Linked DNA regions of Mus musculus: region 1 is linked to region 2. The links are chromatin contacts, called in public Hi-C maps. All regions are on one chromosome and are shown on one strand. The core of a region is the stretch at or near the end of the contact, and the rest is flanking DNA. Distances in the headings are between cores, read along the strand shown.

Region 1 (3,543 bases), core at 748-3,247, 170 kb after region 2:
ACTTCATTGTGTCTACACAGGCTATATCTCAACGTTCAAGCTTCCACCAGGTGGAAGATCCATTCAATTCAAACACAGTTATTCCTCCACCAAACAAGGGAAAAATTTAATAATATCCCCTAGCTCTTACATGAAAAGATGTTCCCGACAGGAGTCGTCTTAGAGTAAGCCAGACAAGCCATTCTGGATAGTGCAGAGACCAACAGAGTGATGGCCTGTCCCTTTCTTTCAATACACTTCGTAAAGACCATAATAAAATCCTTCAATGACCAAAGGTTTTTGTCATTACTGAAACCAACATACAAAGAATTGACCATCTTAGTGAAGGTCAATTGGTGATAGTAAGGGTCATACAGATGAAAAATTTGGGGACGTGTATTTTTAAATGAAAAGCAAACAAAATAGCACCAAACAAGATACTACTAAACGTCATTTATTAATCCACCAATTAGAAAGAAAGAGAAAAACTTTTAAAGAAATTCTGCAAGTTTTTACTTGAAATTTGTAAAAGTCATTGTGCTTAAGATAGTGGGAACTCGGGTTTCACTCCAATGCATACCTTCAGTTACTTCAGTAAGTCCTCGATTTTGTTCATAAGCCCAGAGATAAAAGACCATTCTGGATATTTAAGTTGGGAAACCAGGTCTAAGACATTCCCAGATGTCATCATAGACTCGTGGCAAAGAAGATAATCAGGGCCATTCAGGGTGGCTCCCATAATATAACCTGGATAACCTGCCATCTATTTCCTCTGTACCTACACTAAATGTGTTAAGGCATTATCTCCTGGGAAACACCTAAGTAATGTTTAAGGACCCTTGGCAGTGCTCGTAGCAAACAGAACTCTCCAAGCTAGCCACTGAAGAACACGGTACATTTTCTAAACAGAGATCAAGATTAAACCTAAAGGATTTACCTAAATCTTGACTGTAAGATGACTCCCTTAAAACCAGACCTCATGCCCTTCTACCAACTTCACTGGGAAGAATCAGAAGCCCTGAGGCATAGGAACTCCTGGCGTGCCTAGGCACAGTCAGTGTGGTCCTCTAGCCTTTGTGAGAATGGAGAGATAGGAAGCACTAAGCCCCTCCCCTTTCTTTCCCTGTTTTCATCCCACTCACTTCCACCCATGGATACCACATGACTGAGATAATTATGTGCAAAGGAGAAGGGCGTGTAGTGATATGTGAGCTTCTGTATCTTGTGTATCCAGCTTGGTTGACCATTTCAACAGGGACAGTCCCCATATGGAGAACTCATCAGGTGGGATAAATAATCTCTATTCTCTTGGCATTCTAGAAGTTATTAAATAAGAAGGTATCATATGTCTCTTTAGTTTGCAACTTCCTTCTTCAGCTGCAAGTAGCATGAAATTGTTTAAGTGCAGGTCCATTTGTGTCTCACCAACAGATGTTTTGTTTGGGATGTGGCAAGGGTTGGGGGCGGTCTGTTTGTTTCTTTCTGTTTTAGCTCTTCCAATGTTTTCTACTCCTGACAATCCCATGAGTCATTGGCACCTTGTTAATTTCAGTAGACGACCATTTTAACTGAGAAACTTCGTGAAACTGGCAACTGTGTGATGCTATTGAACCTGAAAAAAAAAAAAAAAAAACTATCACAGAGGCTCCAGGGAGAGGGCAAAATCTCTCTCAAACGGCAGAGGGGACCATTCTGTACTGATTCGCCTATTAGTTTTTACCGTGGTTCCACATTCCCTCCCCTTGAAAAATAAACTGCATGATACAGCATGATTTTTAATCTCAACAAGAAAACCTTGTACTTGAAAAATTAAGTAGAAAATGATGCTCCTAACTTCAAGGAAGAGAAGAAAATAATTAAACCGTAGTTAGTAGGCTGACCCTAACCCTGAAAGACTCTGAGCTTGTAAATGAAACATATTGTTTCCTTTATTTTGAGCTTCTCCTTTCATGAGAAAAACTCTTAAAGATACACAGGAAGAGTTCTTCATGGCCTGAGGCTCTTACATCGCTAATGGCTTTTGACAGTGTGTTGCAGCTTAGTTAATTCAATTGAATTTGATTATTCGTGGCACTAACAAGATAAACAGGTTGACAGAGGGGATTTTTTTCAGTCACTGGTTCATATTAATGTCTGAAATTCAGTTGTCCAGAAAAGGAGATGGGTGGGAGAGAAGCCAATGTGATGGTATTTTAAGTCAGGCTATTCTTAATTGCAATTTGACTGTGGATAAAGGATTGATTATGAGACTATTAACATTATTCATCTAAAAAAGAGAATAAAAAAGTGGTAAAATGCACACTTCCCATCAAACCTTAGTCCCAGGTTGCGTTATTAAGCAGATCTGGCCCACTGGTCTACTTATGTGCACACACGCACACACACACACAGCACACACACACAGCACACACACACAGCACACACACACAGCACACACACACACACACACACACACACACACACCAGCAGCAGTAAGTATAGAACACCTTGGTGTTTCCGGAATATAACCATTTTCTTTCTTTTCCCATACCACTGCATGTTATAATTTCTGTGTTGTTTGCCTCTGGACTAACAACCTTCTTAATTCTCAAAAAGGAGCAAAGATTGTTTCTGCTCAATGATATCCTCTAGGTTTTCCTCAATATTCTTCAGAATCTGTACATCCTCTTAGTCCATGTCCCCCAACTTTTTCTGCACATCCACACCCCTGGGATCTAACATGGCCTTGCCAATCATACAGCTCAGTGGGACTCCATACGAAAAGAAGCATTGGTGACAGAGGATGAGGCTGAGTTTTCATTGTTTGAACATAGTCTAAAACTTCAGCAGCTTCCTACAACAACAAAACCCCATCAAAAATCCCACTGTGGCCATCCTTGATTTCAACCCCAATCACCGCTCTGCTTTTTGTTTGTTTGATTTTGTTTGGTCAAGGCAGGATTGGGACACTGGCCTTAAACTCACTATGTAGCCCAGGCTGAACTCAAACTTTCAACAATCCTTCTGCTTCAGTCCCACAGGGGCTGGGATTATGGACCTGAGCCACCGTACTGAGCTTGTGGGAGTTGTTAATACTCTTGTCTGCCTCTGAAGCCAGCTGGAGCTGACATCATTAGCCTTCAGTCACCCTGCCTCTCTTCCTCTTTGCAGCCATCACACATGGTAGGTGATCAATAAATATTTGTTAAAAAAACAAGAGGATGAGTGGATAACTCAACATCCAAATGAGAAATTAGAGGAAGAGGTGATCAAAACACATGTACAAAACTCTCAATGAACTGATAGTATAAAAGAATAAATGCTGAAATTGTTTTTGAAATGCGAAAACATGCATTTATGCAAGAGGTTAAATTATATCACAGGAACATGTTCTGCAAGTGAGTGCTTGCCTTACCTGGTAAGATAATGGCTGTGCATATTCATGCTCTCTCTCTCTCTCTCTCTCTCTCTCTCTCTCTCTCTCTCTCTCTGTGACTCTGTCTGACTCTCTCTATTGATCTCTCTTGCTTTCCTTTCCTCTCTCTTCTTTTCCTTTCCTCATTCCTCTCTTCCTCCCTTATTACA
Region 2 (3,503 bases), core at 439-2,938:
GTGTGACAAGACAATCAGGCCTTGTGGCTGTAAATCAGAACCCACCACTCTGGTGCCTAGGTGTGTAAATGCATGACTGTTTGCCTCCTCCAAGAACTTACTGAAGTCCACATTCTCTCCACAGAGGTGCTCATGACAGCACACTTGAAGTGCTGAAGGATGGCTGCCAAGATAAACAAGCTGCTCAGCCTTTCTATTAACAGGACTTAAACTAGTAAATGTGTTTGAGGATTTAGCTCAGTGGTAGAGCTTTTGTGTAGCAAGCACAAGGCCCTGGGTTTGGTTCTCAGCTCCAGGGAAAAAAAAAGACAAAAATAACAAAAACACCAAGGGGGCGGGGGGGGGGGAAAGCAAGCAAACAAACAAACAAACAAAACAAGATAAGTGTGTATGCAATTCCAAAACAAAACAAGCAAACAAAAAACAAAAGGGGTTGTGGGGAGAAAGAAAGGAGTGATTACATTTTTCATAGGAATCACTGTAAGAAAGGTATTCTACATTGTGACGTGTACCAAATGTGTTCAAGACTAAAACGATGTTTTGCAAAGCAAGAGGTCACTGTGAGCAACTCACTTTAACATTTTCCTACCCTCCCTTCTTTCATTTCTTAAATAACATTCACCCTAAATCAGACCCACAAAGCTGACTTCGTGATATCCCAGTGGGTCAGACCCCCATGCTGAAAGACTGCAGCATAGGACTATCAAATCCTGTGCTGTCACCACCTGCATCTCTTTCCCAGGACAGACAGCATTTATACTTCCCAACACTCTTTCAGAGTCCAGCCACACTACCATTCCCTGTAGTGCATATCACTTGGAAGGAGTCGGTATGAAGACATCACATAACTAATTACTATGGCGCCAGGGACCAGGGATAGCATAGCTAACTTCTGTTTGCCATCTTTGTATCTCCAGGGTTTGCACAGCATCCAACACATAGCAGGCATTCAAATATTGGCTAAAAATGGAAGAACAGGGCAGGCTTTGGCTCCATAGACCCTCTGAGGCCCTTTGGCCCCTCCGTATGCCACCATGCTATCATTAAATATAAATCTTTCAATGTCCAACCATCTTGAGTACTCAATGTCCCCACCCTGTTCTCTAGGCAACGCCTTGCACCAGTTATCTGCACAAAGCTACTTTGTAGGATATGTTTCTCTCTAGAAAAACTGGTTTAGAGCTAAAGAGCATGAAGATAAAATTAACAGATAAGCTGGTTCAAGAAAGAAGATGGGAAACTTACAGGCCGGAACCTAAGCTGGATACTGATGCCCAATCTCTCATTTCAACTCTTCAACAACGTGACCAATTTCACATCATTACCTCATTTTACTGGTAGGGAATCCAACCTTTAGAAAAAGAAAAAACAAAAAAACACAGGTCATGTGGTTAGCATGTTTGGCAGGGCTAGAATTTAAGTCAATCAATTTCAATGCCCCTCTCCCCCCAATACTCACCACCTGCTCTTGAAACTAAAATATAAAATTACAAAGAAACAATGACCAAAAACCTCAAACTCATTTGACTTATGTGAATCTAACAGGTTATCACACTGAATAAACAAAACCCAATACCTTAGTAATATACTTCATCATATAACTTTCCTTATTCTTTACCAAACCTTTGTGAGTTATTCATTACTGGGTATGTTTTTCTTGGCAGCTGTTAGTCTTGGCTGAGACATAAATTCTTACTGAGAAGCAATTGAGATATGTTAGGTTCTCTGTTACACAGAGAAAAGTAAGACTGTCCCTGTATGATGGGTCAAATCCAAGGGGACAATACATGAATTGGGGCAATTAAAAGAAGTTAAAAGCAGGTCAAAAATTGTGGCCTTTGGCTCTCACTAGAAGCAACATGAGGAAATGCTACAAAATAGAGTAATATGGGTCAGGTTTAACTCATATCCACCCCCACACAAGTACATTCTGATATGTCGACACAGGGCCTGCAGTGTGTAATTTGTCCAGTTAGAACCATGAGTCATCTTAAAGCCACTAAAAAGGTTCTTTTAAGAACGCACATCTCTGTTACAACTTTACAGCAGTAAATCTCAACCAGGAGCAATTCAAGGGGCGTCTGGCTATAGCTGAGGCTATTTCTGGTTGGCACAGCTAAGAGAACTGGAATGGTGCTAAACACTGTTCAGTGAATGGGCCCATCTCCCTCTTACAACCAATCACACAGCCAAGATGTGAGGAGTACCAAGGCAGAGAGCCCATGCTGCAGCCCTCTGTAAAACAGAGACGGTAAGAATGCCTGCCTGGATAGATGGGTTGTTGTGAGCCCTGGCCTGCTTTATGTGAAGCATTTAGAACACCCTTCTTGTAAATAATGAACAGAGATGCATTCAACTGTTTGCCTGCACATCACATGAATGCCTGGTATCCACAAAGGCCAGAAGACAACATCAGATCCCCGGAGACTGGAGGTAAAGATGGCTGTAAGCACCCATGTGGGTGCTAGGAACTGACTTCAGGTCCTCTGCAAGTAGTTCTAAATGGTGAGCTTTATTTAATATGTTTAATAAACAAAATATACTGGCCCAGTTTTTTACAAGGGATGTGACCAGTGGGTCCTATTTATAACTTTGTAGAAAATACTCCACACCAAAAAAAAAAAAAGGCTACTGTGTTAGAAAGGCAAGATTACCCATTTATAGACTCTTGGGTCTACCATTTACCCTTCCAGGAGCCTTGGTAAATATCCTACCTTCCCTGGCCACGATAATCATTAGCCCCAAAGAGAATCTGGATCCTTCCAGATTTAAAATTTTCTGTGTGTGTTTGTGTGTGTGTTTGTGTGTGTGTGTGTGTGTGTGTGTGTGTAGGGGGCTTGCACATGTGTGTGCAGATGCATGTGTTCATGACCACATATGCACAGGGCAAAGAAGTATGTTGGGTGTCTTCCTCTATTGTTCTAATGCTATGTTTTGAGACATCATCTCCCACTAAACATGAAGCCAGCCTTTAGACTAACCTGGCTGGAGAGAATTCTACTCAGATCCTCCTATCTGCAACACTGGAGTTACAGGTTACAGGTATGCATGGCCATGCCAGGCTCTGTATGCGGATGCTGACGATTTGGACCCATGTCCTCTTGCTATATGGTGCTTACAGTTGTTCCACTTAAACCCATGCTTTCTCAATGGTAAGGCCACCATGATCAAACGAACTGAAGAACAATGCCAATTCCCAAGATGATCATTCCTCTAAATATCTGTTATTGAGGAACCTCAAATATCCAGCATTTGAGATGAGCACGATATAGACATTAAATATTAGATTATCTGCTGTGCTTTGCAGATGAATCCCATGTCTTTAAAACATAAAGTAGAACCAGAAGACTTTCGATGCGACAGTAGCCTCAAAAGATACTGCCGCACAAGCTTCTCAATTACTTCTTATAAGATGCTAAGTCAGCAGAGAGTACGGCCCAAGACCAAGACCTAAGACCTAAGACCTAAAGCAGCTGAGGACGGATACACACTGTGTTAAAGGT

What was found. Hi-C and Micro-C count contacts between places; a contact is called where the count stands out from the background.
Region 1: a Hi-C map of the N1E-115 cell line shows a contact between it and region 2, with 4 times the contacts expected there. The contact joins two enhancer-like sites. A contact is called at or near these places in 7 of 39 promoter capture datasets (the C10 cell line, the HPC-7 cell line, cranial neural crest and 4 more), 2 of 15 datasets of contacts at CTCF or cohesin (CD8 T cells and the NIH/3T3 cell line), 4 of 484 Hi-C or Micro-C datasets (B cells, the MC3T3-E1 cell line, the N1E-115 cell line and 1 more) and 11 of 115 datasets of contacts at active chromatin or transcription factors (CD8 T cells, acute myeloid leukemia, a beta-TC-6 cell line and 8 more).

What each region holds. Positions count from the first base shown.
Region 1 is chr4:89,099,449-89,102,991 of GRCm38.p6, forward strand. Gm12602 (predicted gene 12602) reads right to left here. Exons shown (of 4, transcript NR_151607.1): 4 at 419-1,591. Among named protein-coding and RNA genes, the nearest start is that of Gm12602, 27 kb to the right of the region's middle. Within about 2 kb of position 1,998, at least 2 of the 459 cell types and tissues checked have an H3K27ac peak or open chromatin away from gene starts, as enhancers often do. A contact at or near this core is called in the N1E-115 cell line, where this site is marked.
Region 2 is chr4:88,926,688-88,930,190 of GRCm38.p6, forward strand. It overlaps Gm49890 (predicted gene, 49890), which reads right to left. Exons shown (of 3, transcript NR_132735.1): 2 at 1,246-1,351. Among named protein-coding and RNA genes, the nearest start is that of Gm49890, 14 kb to the right of the region's middle. Within about 2 kb of position 1,689, at least 58 of the 459 cell types and tissues checked have an H3K27ac peak or open chromatin away from gene starts, as enhancers often do. A contact at or near this core is called in the N1E-115 cell line, where this site is marked.